Linked DNA regions of Mus musculus: region 2 is linked to region 1. Evidence: chromatin contacts called from public HiChIP or PLAC-seq data. All regions are on one chromosome and are shown on one strand. The core of a region is the stretch at or near the end of the contact, and the rest is flanking DNA. Distances in the headings are between cores, read along the strand shown.

Evidence for each region. HiChIP or PLAC-seq counts read pairs in DNA pulled down with a chosen protein or histone mark.
Region 2: an H3K4me3 HiChIP or PLAC-seq map of forebrain shows a contact between it and region 1, with 3 times the contacts expected there. The contact joins the enhancer-like site here to the promoter of Tex9 in region 1. A contact is called at or near these places in 2 of 39 promoter capture datasets (macrophages and neural stem cells), 3 of 484 Hi-C or Micro-C datasets (the G1E-ER4 cell line, embryonic stem cells and palatal mesenchyme), 8 of 115 datasets of contacts at active chromatin or transcription factors (the 230-238 cell line, effector CD8 T cells, embryonic forebrain and 5 more) and 4 of 9 other capture datasets (adipose tissue, liver, macrophages and 1 more).

Annotation. Positions count from the first base shown.
Region 1 is chr9:72,487,987-72,495,896 of GRCm38.p6, reverse strand. It overlaps Tex9 (testis expressed gene 9), which reads left to right and starts at 3,938. Exons shown (of 12, transcript NM_009359.4): 1 at 3,938-3,971; 2 at 4,079-4,158; 3 at 7,822-7,885. The coding sequence starts at 3,945. It overlaps Gm33004 (a long non-coding RNA gene), which reads right to left and starts at 6,588. Exons shown (of 3, transcript XR_379620.4): 1 at 6,408-6,588.
Region 2 is chr9:72,660,580-72,668,489 of GRCm38.p6, reverse strand. It overlaps a transcript of Nedd4 not described here. Among named protein-coding and RNA genes, the nearest start is that of Nedd4, 29 kb to the left of the region's middle. Within about 2 kb of position 3,404, at least 20 of the 459 cell types and tissues checked have an H3K27ac peak or open chromatin away from gene starts, as enhancers often do. A contact at or near this core is called in the G1E-ER4 cell line, forebrain and pancreatic islet, where this site is marked.

The DNA.
Region 1 (7,910 bases), core at 2,689-5,188:
GGGCCCATAGGGGCTCACAGAGACTGAACAGGCAACCAGAGAACATACATGGGACTGACCTAGGCCCTCATATGTGACAGTTGTGTAGCTTGGTCTTTGTGTGGGACTTCTAACAGTGGGAGTATGGGCTACCTCTGACTATATTTGCCTGCGTTTGGGACCTTTTCTCTCTACTGGGCTGCCTCTTCTAGTTTCAATAGGAGAAGATGAACCTAGTCTTCTATAACTTGATATACCAGACCTGTTTGATATCCATGGAAGGCCTCTTTTTCTGAAGAGAAAGAGAGGAAGAGTGGATGGGCATGGGGTAGGGGGAAAGGATTGGGAGGAGAAGAGGGAGGGGAAATGTGGCTGGATGACATGTAAATTAATTAATTAAAAATAAATGTATGTATATCTTTAGGTTTCTTTCAATATTCTGAATACCAACCACATAGCTGTCTGATCTCAGCCATTTTAAGGGCTTCTCAACTTGTTCCCCTCGTGTTAATTGTGTGAGCTATGTGGAATAATTATGGGTCACATTATGGGTAATTGTGGTTTACTTTATTTGTATTGCAGCTTTACAAAAATTATTTGAGATGGCACCAAAATTATTATAGTGGATGAGCCACTCTGCTTGCTTTCTCTTCCTCCTCCTAGAAGTACTTCTCTTTAAAGTTTCATGGTGTGGGGCTAGAAAGATAGCTCAGCAGTTAAGAGCCTTGGTGTTCTTGCACAGCACCCAGACTCTGTTCCCAGGACCCACATCAGGAAGCTCACATCCAACTATAACTCCAGCTCCAGGTAACCAAATGTCCTCTTCTGGCTTCTTTAGGTACTGCACAAAATCCATCCATCCATCCATCCATCCATCCATCCAGGCAAAATATGCATACCCATAAAATAAATAAAAAATAAATTAAAAAAAGTTTCTATGAAGAAGGAAAATATTTTCTGGGCAGGATCAGGTAGTTTTTGTTGCGGCCATGAGGGTGTATCCAAAGACATCTGGTAAATAAGTCAGCAACTGGAGGGTCAAAATCCCACCTGAGGATGGTACTTCCTACTTCATCTGGAAGTAGGGAATGGCCAGTGAATGAGTGCAAGCTTGATTTCTCCTGAATGAACCTGGACTTGGTTGCTGCCATCACTAGTGTACCTTTGAACTTGAACTCACACCAGCATCTCCAGAGTTTCAGTGGTTTCTTTTTTCTGAGGCTTCTAGCTTCTGAGACTAAGCACCTCTAGCTCTTTGGCCTATAGATAGTCACCATGGGACCATACAGAACCTGATTAGGCCAATTTCATGTCTGTCTGTCTGTCTTCCTACCTACTTTTCCATTATACTGCTTCTCTAGAGGGCCCCAAGGGACTGGGGAGATAGTTAAATGGTTAAAGCACTTTCTAGAAGCTTGAGGACCAAAGTTCAGACCCTCAGAACCCACGTGAATGCTGGGGAGGTGTGGCAGCCTGCCTGTAATTCCAGTCTCATGGACAATTATCCCCCAGAGCAAGCTGGCCAGCAAGATTGTACCAGCAAGCTCTGGATTTGATTGAGAGTCCCTGCCTCAGTGAATGAGATGAAAGTGTATGATTCAGGACAGCCTTGGGCCTCTATAAACATGTGCACCCATGTGCATAGACACCCACATGTGCATGCACACACACATGGAAACATGTAAAAACATGCCCAACATGGAGGGAAATGGGGGAGAGAGAGCCGATTAACCTACCAGGCATGAAAATGGTTAGAAGGTCATGAATGCAAGCAGCTGCACAACTGCCCTAGTTTTCTAAAAACAAACTCCACTGGGATTTGGGGCCTGGGTCTCCAGCAGAAGAGAGAGTGTGTGGAGAGATCAAGCCAAGGGAGCCAAATCAGTGAGAGTCACAGGTAGAAACTAGAAAGAGGCCAGTAATGTTCCTCGCTGCTTACAGGCTTCGAAAAGGACATGTCCCTGCCAAGACCAGGATTTCGCTTACATCTCACCCCTAGGACTATGAGACATTTGTGTTGTCTTCAGCCGCCAATTAGTAATACTTGTTAAAGCAGCCCAGAATTTTTCTACTTTTAAAGAAGAGCCTCCCTCATCCCAATGGCTTTGTGAAGAGGGAATGTTCTGCTGACTTTGCATGAGTTTTTTATAAGTGCTGATAGACTTAAAAGATGGTTGCTGGTGCTGTTTAGGATCCCTGTGTCTGTACTGGTGTTCTGTCACGTGACCTGCCCCTTACTGTAAGAGGCATGTTGGAGTTGCCATCTGCAGTACTGGTATGACAGCTTCCCCTTGCGGTTTGTAGTCTTACTGACTACAGCTTGACAATTCTGCATTAGGCAAATGAATGCTAAGGATTAGCATTCTAATCTAATTCTCCTTGAAGAATTAAGGTTTTCCTCCCTATATAATGTTCCTCTTTGTTCTTAATAATTTTTCTGAAATCATCTTGTTTAAAGTGAATTGGATACTGTAGCTTAATTTTGGTTAGTGTTAAGCATGGCCTGCCTTTCTCTAGCCTCTAACTTTAAAAATAACTCATTTAAAAATGCTTTAACATTTTGATTTATTCACATATTTACCATTCACTGCACATAAAGTGTACTATTCACTGATTTTTAATAAATTTAGGGGGATGTGCCACCAATACCAATCTATTAATAAAAGAATTAATAGATTATCTACATAGCTACTACATGATCACTGACAGCACAAGGCTCAAATATCTCCACATAGTCCCTCATTTGTTCCTGTCTCCTTTTAGTTACAGTGACCTTAGTGCGTAGGAGAGGGTATCTTACACTGGTTTTGGGTTTCATCTATCTGAAGACCCACACTACTGAGCATCTTTTTATATGTTTTAGTTATCTGTGTATTGTCTTTGGATAAATGCCTATAAAAGGCCCCTTAGTGGTTTTTTTGTTTTGTTTTGTTTTTTGTTTTTCAAGACAGGCTTTCTCTGTGTAGCCCTGGCTGTCCTGGAACTCACTTTGTAGACCAGGCTGGCCTGGAACTAAGAAATCTGCCTGCCTCTGCCTCCCTGAGTGCTGGGATTAAAGGCATGCACAACCATGCCCGGCTCCTTAGTGTTTTTCTTTTTTTATTCTAATCGTTCTTTATATGTTGTTCAGACAGTTGCTTATTTTTCTGGGGGCATAGCAAAAAAAAAAAAAAAAAAAATCTCCGAATTCAGACAGTTCACACACATGGTGCTTATGGATAGGTTTTCATTTAGCTATGATGTGGAATTCCTTTTTGAATCTGGTGTGAAATATCAACCGTACTTTGTTCTTTTATGTGGGGACATGCAATTGCCTCCCATTGGTGCAGAACCCTCTATTCCTCTTGAATGACCTTGGCGTCCTTTAAATGGGAAGGCTTATTTCTAGACTCTCAGTTTCATCCCCAAACAATCAGATGCTGCCCTGTGTTGCCCTGGGTCTTAAGCATGAGATCATTTACATCTCAGTTACTAGGTGCTGTTGATGCTATTCTTAGTCCTGCCTTGCAGAGGAAGTGGTTTATATCTGTGAATGGTATGTCTGGACTCAAACATGCGCCAAAATTGACTGCCTGAGCTCTTAGCCGTGGCGTGAGTAAATATTCACAATCAGAAGTATAGAACGGCACTGAAAAATCCATTTTAGCAAAAACTACTGTGAGTGGGATTGGCCTACTGGGCTGGAGAAACACTCCCAGAAAGGGGCTTATACTTGCGTGTTGTCTGCGTGGTGGGCTCTGAAACCCTTCCATCTCCAGGCAGAGGACTCGCAGGTTTGTGGATTAAAGCGCTAGTCTCAATGGGTGAAGGGAACCCAGGAGCTGCTGGTCAAAGCCTATGCAAAAGCTGTTCGAGGTGGAGACAGAAGAGGCTGCCCTTTGGCGGGAGGCTGCCCGAGACCTGAGAACTCTCGCGGGAAGATGTACGGTCACCACGGCAACCGCATCGCCCCGGGGTTGGTAAAGATGGCGGGGCGAAGTGTTAGAGTGCCGGTGAGTTCAACCCCAGACTACTGACCAGTGGTTGGGCTGCGGGCTGGCGGGCGGGACGGACGGACACCGGACTCTCTTGAACTTGAGCTCTGCAACTCTGTCTGCAGAGACGCGGTTCTGCAGGTACCCAGTCGCGCGGGCAGCTTGCAGCTGGACGGGACCTCCTCGCCCGGGAACAAGAGTACAAGTGAGCATCCCTCATATTTCCAGGGCGGTTACTGGGGTGCCTTTCCTGCAGGTTGGCTGCATATAGGGACCCTCTCTTTCTCCTCATTACCCCTTAGCCTTGGCTCTTTCACAGTAGTAGCCTGAGAAAATATTTGTAGGGGCAAAACTGTAGTCCACAACCGTGTTGGAAGGCAGGAGGGTTCACATGGAAGTGGCTTGGAGCACAGGAATTGCCGCCGAGAGGGAAATCCCCAGATTTTGAGGATTCTCAAAGTACTAGAGTTTACTTTGCACAAATTTCTTGGAGGCTTGTTTTCCAAATGAAAAGCTCCTGTCTATAGTGGGGTCCTGTGTGTGTGTGTGTGTGTGTGTGTGTGTGTGTGTGTGTGTGTGTGTGTGTGTAGAAGAATGATATCCCTTCCTTGTCTTGTTCTCTGACAATTACAAAGCTCTTGAAAACACAGGCTTCACGATGTCTGCCTACCCCCACTGCCCTTCCCCAAGTTTCTTGCAGAGGCCAGAACGATCTTTTCATTTTCGTTTCATTGCACTGCTTGGAACTGCATTTAGTTGTTGTCATTGCCCCTGCAAAGTTTTGGCAACTCTGGCACTTTCATTTAACCTGCGTGTCGGCTCTTACATAGTGTGGAACTCTTCGGTCACAAGGGACGTGGGTCTTTCTTTCCTCTCTTTTCGAGGGAATCACACTTGCCTTCGGACTGTAAAACTCAGAGGGGCCTCTGACAGTGCTGATCAGGGCCCTAGTTGTTTAATAATTTTTTTTGCAATTAGCATATTTTGTTAAAATAAACTCACATGATGGCTTTTTTTTCTCCCCGAGACAGGGTCACGACACAGCTGTGGCTGTCCTGGACCTCACAGAGCTCCTATCTGCTCAGCCTCTAGAGTGTTGGCATTAAAGGCATGCACCACCATACCCAGCAATAGTTTACTTTTCTATATTCTGCCGCCTCTCCTGGACTCTGAACTCCACTAGGGCAGAGATTATGTCTGCTTTATTTGCCATTTTATTTACCCTTTTTTTTTTTTTTTTTTTTGGTTTTTCCAGACAGGGTCTCTCTGTGTAGCCCTGGCTGTCCTGGAACTCACTCTGTAGACCAGGCTGGCCTCGAACTCAGAAATCCACCTGCCTCTGCCTCCCAAGTGCTGGGATTAAAGGCGTGGGCCACCATGGCCCGGCTTCGCTTATTTTTTTTTTTAAGTATATTTTAACTTTTAAAATTGAAAGCATTTAAACTAGCTTGTTTCAGGTACAACAAGAAGAAGATACGCATTTCAGTAGTGTGAAGACCTTCAGCACTGCTCTGCTGTGGTTCATGCTGTAGAGCCCTGTGAATGCTGGTGGAGACCACCATCTGCTAATTTTGATAGTGTGTCTTCTGTGTATGCCTTTTTCCCTGTTTATGACAATGAAAAGTGAAATACAAACAGTAACCACAAGCAGCTGTAATTTTGAAGAGCTCACATTAATAATTCATTATTTTATTTTAGGTTTGCTCCAGGAATTGGGTAGATAGATCCCTTTTAAAATAGGCTCTAAAAAGTTGTTTGCTTTGATTTCTAACTTGACTAAATGTAATTTTTAAAAATTTTGATGTAGCCGGGCGTGTTGGTGCACGCCTTTAATCCCAGTACTTGGGATGCAGAGGCAGGTGGATTTCTGAGTTTGAGGCCAGCCTGGTCTACAAAGTGAGTTCCAGAACAGCCAGGGCTATACAGAGAAACCCTGTTTCAAAAAACCAAAAAAAAAAAAAAATTTTTTTTTTTATGTAAACTTTTCTCCACACTTTAATTCAGGTCATAAACTCCACATGGCAGAGGAGTTTATGGCAGGCAGGGCACCTCGGTAGGTCAGGAAACACAGAGTTCAGGCAGGAAGTGAGGCTGGACTGTAAGGCTAAGAGACCTCTCCTGGTACCCTACTCCAAAAGCTACACCTCCCTAACAGCACCACAGGCTGGGAACCCCCCCGGGGGAAGTTAACTTTCAAACCATAACAGTCTGTCCCTTCTCCTTTCCCCTTTTTCAAGTTAGAATTCTGATTACAAATTTTTAATGTGTTTCTCTCTGTCTTTTATGGTGTAAATCCCTCCTCTCCCTTCTTGTGCCTGCCTGTTCTCCCTGGTGGCTAATGGGATGTGTTATTCTTTTAAAGCCGTCTTCGGCAGGGCTAGGTTTCAGAGCCCTTACCTTCTAGATGAGAAAATGTCCTCGTAGCCTGGCTGTGAGTTTCTCCTACTGGCTTACCTCTCTTCTGCACTAAAGTTGGATGAAGGTTGGCAGCCTGACTCTGAACCGCCTGGACCCCTCCTCCATGTGTTTGAACTCCAGGGTAGTCCTTCTCCACCTCATCACCTGAGGTTGTGGGCAGAGTCTTTATGGCCACTTGACTCACATGCACACTGAGTTCTCACTGCTGGGGTGTTGTGGCTTCTATTCCTCTGTGTGGCGCTCTCGTAGAATTTTGAGTCATTCTTAATTCGAGGCCATTTCCTTTGAGCTTGAGGTTAGTGATTATTTCTACCATTACATTTTATCTCTCATTTTAATGAATTTAGAGTAGAAAAATAGGCTTAATCCTCTTGGTTGACCTGCATTGACTCTTAAGTTTCAATTTAAGTCCTCCTGATTATTCTAGGAAACAATTGAAAGTCACTTTAAGTATAGTAAATCTGTTTCTTAGATACTTCTCTTTTAACCAAGTAATTCTTGCAGGTGAGACTGTTTTAAGAAAGGATGTGGTGCTATCTGTCCTCCCCTCCCCCTCTTCCTTAGGTTAGGGGTTAGATTCTCCTGTTACTTTAGAATTATGGGCCAATGAGCCTTCCTGAGAACTCCTTGACAGAATTTCAGCCATGGTTGGAAATGGGATCCTTCAATAGGAGAAAAAGACATATATCATAGTGTGAATCTTTAAAAGGGAAATAGACAGGAATAGAATGTAATGCACTAGGCTAAATGTGCTCTCTGGACTGTTGTGAACCCAGTTAAGATGCTGACCATGTGAAGATAAATATATTTCCTGTTTCTGGGTAAATACAAACTTGTGTGTGTGTTATAGATAACAGTTGGGAGGAAAGATTAAAAATAAAACAGGTTAAATGATAACTTCCCCTTTCAAACATTTTCCTTATAATCATTCATGCTTTTTGTTAGAGTGCAAATGGAGGCCAAATTAGTCCCACATTTATGATGATATTGGTAGTGAAGTGTGTGGCTGAGTTGTAAGCTGGCTCCCCAAACAGAGTAGCACCCTAGTCCATGTAGGCTTCTGTGATTCTGGCCACCCTAGTCATCATCAGAAGAGCAGCCCTACCCCTCACCCCCCCTCCTGTCTCTAAAGACTCATGGTTGGAATTTGTGTTCTCCAGTGGTTAGTCCTGGAGCTGAGTTGAAATTACCCAGTTTCTCTTGCCTAACTTGCTAGTCTGATGACTTACTTCAGAAGACATTAGTGAAGGGCCATGACAGGCAGGGCAGTACTGCCATCCTACCGGAAGTAGGAAGAGGCAGCGCGTTCTAGTAGCTGGGTTTATTTTAGAATAAAAATGTTGTGTGTTTTGGCATGCATTGATTATAATGTACTTGCCCAAATATAATTACTTTTATTTTTGTTACAATTTGAGTATAACCCAACTATCACATTATTTTCTGCTTTTAGGCGTTTAAATGAAGAATTGGAGGCAAAAACTGCTGATCTGGTTCGACAAGCTGAGGAAGTAATAGTAAGTAGATGTACAGTTTCCCCCT
Region 2 (7,910 bases), core at 2,155-4,654, 170 kb before region 1:
TATACATATTTTTCCACATACATATGTTTAAAATTGTACAAGATACAGAAACAAAATAAACAAACTTCAACTGATAATATTAAAAACACTGTTGAAGGACATTAGAGAACTAATAAATGAAGACATTCTCTGTGCTTGTTGATGAAAAATTTTAATAAGTTGCCTATTTTCTCCAAAGTAATATATAAATCCAATATAATTCCAACCTCCAACTCCTTATATTTTTGTGGTCTTATTAAATGACTAGAGTCCATATTGAAATGTAAAAAGACAACATTAACAATGGCACCCAATTACTATCTTACACAACAAGCATAAGAAACAAAATTCGGGCTGGAGAGATGGCTCAGCGGGTAAGAGCACCCGACTGCCCTTCCAAAGGTCCGGAGTTCAAATCCCAGCAACCACATGGTGGCTCACAACCATCCGTAACGAGATCTGACTCCCTCTTCTGGAGTGTCTGAAGACAGCTACAGTGTACTTACATATAATAAATAAATCTTAAAAAAAAAGAAAGAAAGAAACAAAATTCACTGGGTGACAGTAGTTCAGAGAGAAACTCTGTCTTGAAAAAATAAAATTAAAAAAAGTTCACAAGAAGCCGGGCGGTGGTGGCGCACGCCTTTAATCCCAGCACTTAGGATACAGAGGTAGGCAGATTTTTGAGTTTGAGGCCAGCCTGGTCTACAAAGTGAGTTCCAGGATAGCCAGGGCTACACAGAGGAAAAACCTGTCTTAAATAAATAAATAATAAATGTTCACAAGAGTGTGTCAGCAAAATGGCTCCATGTCCCTTCCCCCCACACCTCCCCACCCGCACTTGCTGACAAGTCTGGTGACTCAAGTTCAATTCCTGAGACCCACATGATAGACAGAGGATTCCTAAAAGCTGCTTCTAACTTCCATTCATGCACCATGGCACACGAATACATACACATGCGTGCGCACAAACAAGTAAATAAATGTAATTTGTTAAATCTCAGAAAGATTTTCAGAAGAATTCCTTAATATTTCTATGAATTTAAGTAGGAAAGATTCAGGGCTAGGGACATAGCTAAGTTAGTAGAGTATATGCCCACATACAGGATGCTCTGCATTCATACATGTAGCCAGGAGCATCTTGAACCTTAACCCCACCCCTCCATTTCCAGATACGGGATTCCGGTATGCACCACCACACCCATAAACCCAGTGCTCTTGCTAGACAAGCACTTCACCAACTAAGCTACAAATCCAGCCTCAGACATTGGCACTCTTTTTTGTCATGGTTTCCCTTCATTATTTTTAATTAGATGCTTGTGTCTCTGTGTGTGTGTGTGTGTGTGCGTGTGCATCTGTGTGTGGGGCTCTGTGGAGGCCAGCAGAGTGAGGGGATCCTCCAAGTTCAAGTAACAGGCTTGTGTGTGTGCTGCCTAGTGAGTGCTAGAAACTGAACTCAGGTCTTCTACACAAACAGTAAGCGCTCCTAACTACTGAGGCTTCTCTGCAGTCATCAAAACTGTAGAAAAAATTGTAGAAAAATTCAACCTGCATACATGTATGCTTATCAGCAGAAAAAGCCAAAGCGATACCCCTCTTTTTTATCCCCCCCCATCTTCAGTGAGTGCATCTTAATAGGAAACCTACTTCTCACAACTCTAACTGGGAAAAGTCTCCAGCCTCCCAGCCTCTAAAGAGTGGGCAGTGCCTGGCTGATAAGATGGCTCAGTGGGTAAGAGCACCCGACTGCTCTTCCGGAGGTCCAGAGTTCAAATCCCAGCAACCACATGGTGGCTCACAACCACCCGTAATGAGATCTGATGCCCTCTTCTGGTGCGTCTGAAGACAGCTACAGTGTACTTACATATAATAAATAAATAAATAAATCTTTAAAAAAAAAAAAAAAAAAAAAAAAAGAGTCGGCAGTGCCCTGGGAGGACAACAGGTAATAACCCCCAGGCCCACATCCTTCCTCTCATCCTTTCTTTCATCTTTCTCTGGGGACAATGCCTAGCACCTCTAATCTCACAGCAAGCAGGCAGGCAGCTCTCTGAGTTCCCGGCCAGCCTGATCTACAGAGTTCTCCAGGTTATACAGCGAGACCCTGTTTCAAAAAAAGCAAAAGGAATGAGTTATTTTCTGTAGTTAATCCTAAGTGGCCACCAGAGCAAACCATGTAAATTATATTACACTTCTTCATTTAGCTAATGTCCTAATAGTAAAATTTCTGCAAACAGAATCTCTTTCCATAGGCTATACATAAAAGAACTAAAACTCAAGCCGGGCGTGGTGGCACACGCCTTTAATCCCAGGACTCGGGAGACAGAGGCAGGCGGATTTCTGAGTTCGAGGCCAGCCTGGTCTACAGAGTGAGTTCAAAGACAGCCAGGGCTACACAGAGAAACCCTGTCTCAAAAAAACCAAAAAAAAAAAAAACCCAAAAAACTAAAACTCATCCAAAAGGGGGCAGGTATTAGATCCAATTTCAGCATGCTTTAATACCCTCCGTCACATCACCCAGTGAGTCCTAATCGCTCTGTAAGATTAAGCCACAATTCTCTACATTCTGTGCCATTTCTATTCATCTTTCTCCTTGTTTCAGATTTGTTTGAATCCATTTCCTTCTTTTGGAGACAGGCGCTCACAGCACAGCTCTGGTTGGTCTTAGTCAGGCGCTCATGCCTCTGGCCCTCCGTTTCCACTTGCCATGACAGATGTGTGCTCTGACGTACTGCTACATGACCTTTGACCTTTTTTTTTCCCCCCTCTGAGAGGTCTCATTATGTAACCCTAGCTGTTCAGGACCTTGCTATGTAGATGATACTGACCTCGAACTCACAGAATTCCTCTTGCCTGTCTCCCAGGTGCTGGTATTAAAAGCATGGGCTAACACATCCGTTGTACGCAATGCAGGATATTCAACCATGGCTTCAGACACACTAGGCAAGCACTCAACCAACTAAACCACACCCCAGTCCAAACACTTTTAATCAACAGCAGCAGGCTGCCTACTCTGACTAGTCTGAGCTCAAGAGATGACACAGCCGCCATGTTTCCATCTTTAAATAAAGAACAAAATGTGTATGGGGGTGGGGGGTGTTGTGGTATGTATGTATGTGTGTGTGATGTGTACGTGTGTAGTAGTGTTCGTGGTGTGGGGGGGGGGGCATGTGGTATTTGGGTGTGTGTGGGGTGGGCTGTGTTCCAAGCTGCCATTTGGTTCTGTGATAAACCAGAAAATAAATAAATAAATAAATGCCCAATGAGAGGAATGAGCTTCCAGCTGCAACCAGCAAACGAGCCATTTCTAGCTTGTTCACCAGACAGTGAGCTCCTTGGAGGCTGGTCTTTTATCCTCTGTATCCCTGGTGCTTGGCACACGGCACACAGAACATTAATGAACGTCTGCTGAGTGAATATTAATAACCCAATTAGCCCCGCAGTGGAAGACGCTCACAACCCTATCTGTCTTCCTGCCTCTCTCCCTTAGTGAGCACAAAGTAGACACAGAAAGAGGGGAGAAAAATTTGAGTCCCAGAACCCACATCTAAACCTTTATCATGGGAATGTAACAGGCCCCGGATCATAAGCTCTTCAGAAGTATAGATCCTTCACTAAGTTCAGTTAGTCCTTACTACAGAGGGAGCTCCGAGCCCCAGCTGCTGCTGCGCACCCACTAGCGGCCACACAGATCTTTCTTTATTTCAGCTGGGCAGATGAAAAGGACAATCTGGAAAACAGATACTGGGCCAAGAGGGAGAAAAGAGACAGAGAAAGATAACTTTAACATTATTTAGTCTGTGACCAGCTAGCTCTGCTGGAAGAGGTAGCTGGACGAGCCAGCCAGAAGCCCAAGGCCAGAGTAGGATACCAACTTGAGATCTTCCAAATTGAGTGGGTATGCAGCAGGCAGGGTAGAGGAAAGGCATCCTAGCCACAGGGCAACAGTAACTCCTGACTCCTATGAAATAGTGGGCACTGCGCAGACCGTCACCCCTGGCTAGAGGAGGGGGAGGGCTGCTTCTGAGTACCTAGAACCTTCTGTATCTGCCTGTTACCATATTCTAAATGTTACCTGAGAACTGGGCTTTTTTCTAAAGGTTGGTTGGTTTGTTTGTTTATTTAGTGTGTGTCTTGCTGCATGTGCTTATGTGCACCATGTCTATAGCTGACTTCCACAGAGGTCAGAAGAGGGCATCATTTCTGAGGACTGTAAACCACCATGTGAGTGCTGGGAACCAAACCTAAGTTCTCTGAAAGACCAAATGCTCTTAACTAAGTCCTCTCTACAGCCCATCTTGTAGCATTCCAAAGTATATAAGCATTCAGCCCACCGTGCATTTAACAGCCCAGCAGAGCTTACAGCTACTGTGACTCAGTACTCTCACTGGCCTTTGCTTTGGCCTCTCTTCCCCAACTGCTCTCCCCAGCTCCAGTAATGTACTCGTGTGTGTGTGTGTGTGTGTGTGTGTGTGTGTGTGAGTGAGAGAGAGAGAGAGAGAGAGAGTGAATGTATGCCATGTGTGCTGGTGCCACAGAGATCCAGAGCTGGAATTACTGTTATGAGGGGCCCCACCATGGGGCTGTACACTGGTCCTTTACAAGAGCTCGGCCACCGAGCCACCTCTTCAGACCCTTTACTAACAACTTTTATAATAGCAACTTTCTAGATTCCCCATGAGATCTCAAGTAACCTCTCTCTAGGCCGGGCTTAGTTCATTTAATATGTCCTCCAGTCCACCAATGTTTAAAAAAAAAAAAAAAAAAAAAAAAAACAGGATTGCCTAAAAAATTAAATTCCAACCACAATACATACACGCACACACAGGCACACACGCACGGGTGTGAACACACAAACGTTTTCAAAATATGTTGCAATAATTATCTTAATGAAGCGCCCACTATAGATAAACAAAAAGCTCTTAGGGAAACGGGGAAAAATTGGAGGGCGCCATTACAATAGTGTTTGGAGGTACCTGAGAAAGGAATAAAAAATTGGGGGGGTTAGGAATTTCTAGCTAATTGAGCCCAATCTTGATAAAATGCACATGTGACCACTAGATTAAGTAACAGAAACCCGGAGATTGGATTCACACAGGCACACACAGGCACACACACAGGCAGGCGCGCACGCGCAGGCGCGCACACACACAATCTGAAAGGGTCACTGTTAAACACTTCGAAGTCTCTAATGCCCCACCCATTTGAGACGACCGCCAGCTCCATCGAAGCCCTCCCTCAAGAGGGCCTCACTTTCAGCGAGCGCGAGGCAAAGTCGCGATTAAGTTGTTCCTCTGTAACAGACGGTTTTGCGTGCCACGAATCCTTGGGCTGCAGTTTTTGAAGCCAACAGCTGCTGGGTGTTCTTTTAAAGTATTTCTCTATTTCTTTTGCCTTCACTTAAAAAAAAATACTAACAAAGGCCTGGAAACAAAGTGTGAACTTTCCACATCCGACGCTGGCCGCGGACTCGAAGGAATCCCACCCTCCCCCCACCCCCCTTCGTTCCCAACCCTGGCCCTCGGGAAGCCATAGTGGCAAAGTCGCTAAGTTCTGTCGGCTCCCGCTGCGGCAGGAGCGGGATGCTGAGTCTCGGGAGGCCGCCCCACCCAAGCCATGGCCCTCCCGGAGAGGGTGAGCGAGCGCGCCCAGGCCGCAGCCAAAGGCCCCCGGAGGCCCCCCGGGGGAGGCCCAAGGCCCCGAGCAGCGAGGCGAGCAAGCGGGGAATCTGCTCCCGCAGAGGCCTCGTGCGCGCCTCTCTCCATCTCCCCCTCACCGCCTGCCCCGCTCCGGAGCGCGGGGCCAAATTCGGGCCCCGATCGCCCGCCACCCCCGCTACCCACCCCGGCCACCCCTCGCCACGATGAACCCCCGCGCGGCACGCAGCCTTCCCGCACCTCGTCCTCCGAGAGTACTGGGGCCTCCGACTCGTCGGCTGCCATGTCCGAGCTCATGCTGGACGAAGCGCCCCTACTAGGCTGCAGCGGCGAGAGAGAGCGAGAGACCGAGAGAGAAGGAGAGAGGAAGAGGAGGAGGAGGCGTCGCTGCGGCGGAGGAGGCCCACTCCGGGAGCGCGCTGGGGTGCAGGGGCGCGCGGCGAGAAGGGGCGGGACCCGCTCTGCGGCTGCGCGCGAGGCTTGGGGGGCTGGGTTGGAGCAAGCGTGGCGGGACTCCAGAAACAAGGAGCTCGTCCGGAGCGCGCGTCGCGGGGCCCGCGGCGGGGGCGGCAGCGCGCGCGCGGGGGTGGGGGGAAGGGCGGGCGAGGTTGGCGGCGGAGGCCCCGCAGCCCCCGGAGGAGGCGGGGGTGGGGTGGAGTGGGGGAAGGGCCGAGAAACGTGGCTCTTCCGCAAAGCCACTACCTTGCGGTTTTGCTCGAACAACAGGTCTCCCTGGGAGCCCGCCACGCGAGCCTGTCGCCTACAGATTAGGCGTTTTAGCTAGCCCCCAACCTAAAGCCACATTTGAAAAGCGTGCTCCTGGCCGATCGGAAGCCGCCCGCCATAGGACCCGGGAAGGAATGCGCAGGCCTAAATCTGGGGGGGTGTCGGCTTCAAGGCCAGCCACTAGGCTGGCGGAGTCGGCCATCCAAACCTGCATAGCTGAGCCTCCGCCGACAGCGCGGCAGCGAGGCCCTGAAGAAAAGGTGGGGGTGGGAAGAAGACAGCCGCTGCTCCGAGGTTTTGAGACATGGCTGGTCGGGGCTCACAGGCTAGCCTCCAGCTCTGCATCGTTCTGACTCACGGCCCTGAGCCTACATTACAGGCCAAAAGCATAGCATGTTTTTCTATAGTGGGAAAATACTGCAGAAATTAGACTCTCAAAATCCGATTGCAGGGGCCGCGAGATAGCTAAGGAGATTAAGGCCTTCTCGGGCAACAACCGGGAGGCCTATACCCCAAAACCCCATGGAGGAAAGAGAACTGACTGCAGCAAATTGTTCTCTTGACCAACACACCTACCTAATACATAAATAAATAAATAAAATTTTTTACAGATCTTATTTTAGTTTTCCCCAAGAGAATTAAACTAATTCTGAACTCTAAACTAGTCACCGTTTGAAAAATGTTGATAGGTGTGAGCAATTGGTTGTTTACGAAATATTTAATTGCCTTTGGCAGAATCCATTTCATTCATATTAGCTGTCAGACTTCTGTTAATATGTAATCCACATTTTATCATTTGTGTTAGGACAGATGTAACAACTAATTATGGATAGAGTATTCCTGAATAATCAGGAATGTTAGCTGACTTAAATCCAAACATTATCATGACTAGCAGTGTAAATTAGTAGTAGAGTGATCTCTAGCACATACAGGCCTGGATTGGAGGCCCAGTCTCACAAATAAGTAAACAGGTGGTTGTAGAATTAACTCTTTTGCTTTATAAACTCACACATCTGTGTTCTTAGATCTTAAGAATAAAATAAGCCAATCATAGTGGCCCACATTTTAGTAACAGCACTAAAAAGGCAGAGAGGCAGGAGGATCTCTGAGTTAAAGGCCAGCTTGATCCACGTGGTGAGTTCCAGGACAGCAAGAGCTACATAGTGAGACTTGTCTCAAAAAAGCAGGAGGAAGAAGAAAAAGGAAATCTGAATATATTCAATGTGTCTTTTACTTTTGAAAATCATAATTTCTCCTAATAATTCATTGCATTTTTTTAACAAAACAGAGTCTCTCACTATGTAGCATTAATTTTCCTAGAATTCACTATGTAGAACTAAGAATAGCCTCAAACTCATAGAGATCTGCCTGCCACTGCTCCCTGAGAGTCAGGATTAAAACTGCACTACCACACCTGGCACTGTGTATATTTTTTACATTTAATCTTAAGTAGGCCATTCATGTTATTTCAAACAAGATCAGAAGTCAATTCCATTACTGGTATTAATATTTAATGGTGGAAGAAATTGAAATTGGCAGTCGGATCAT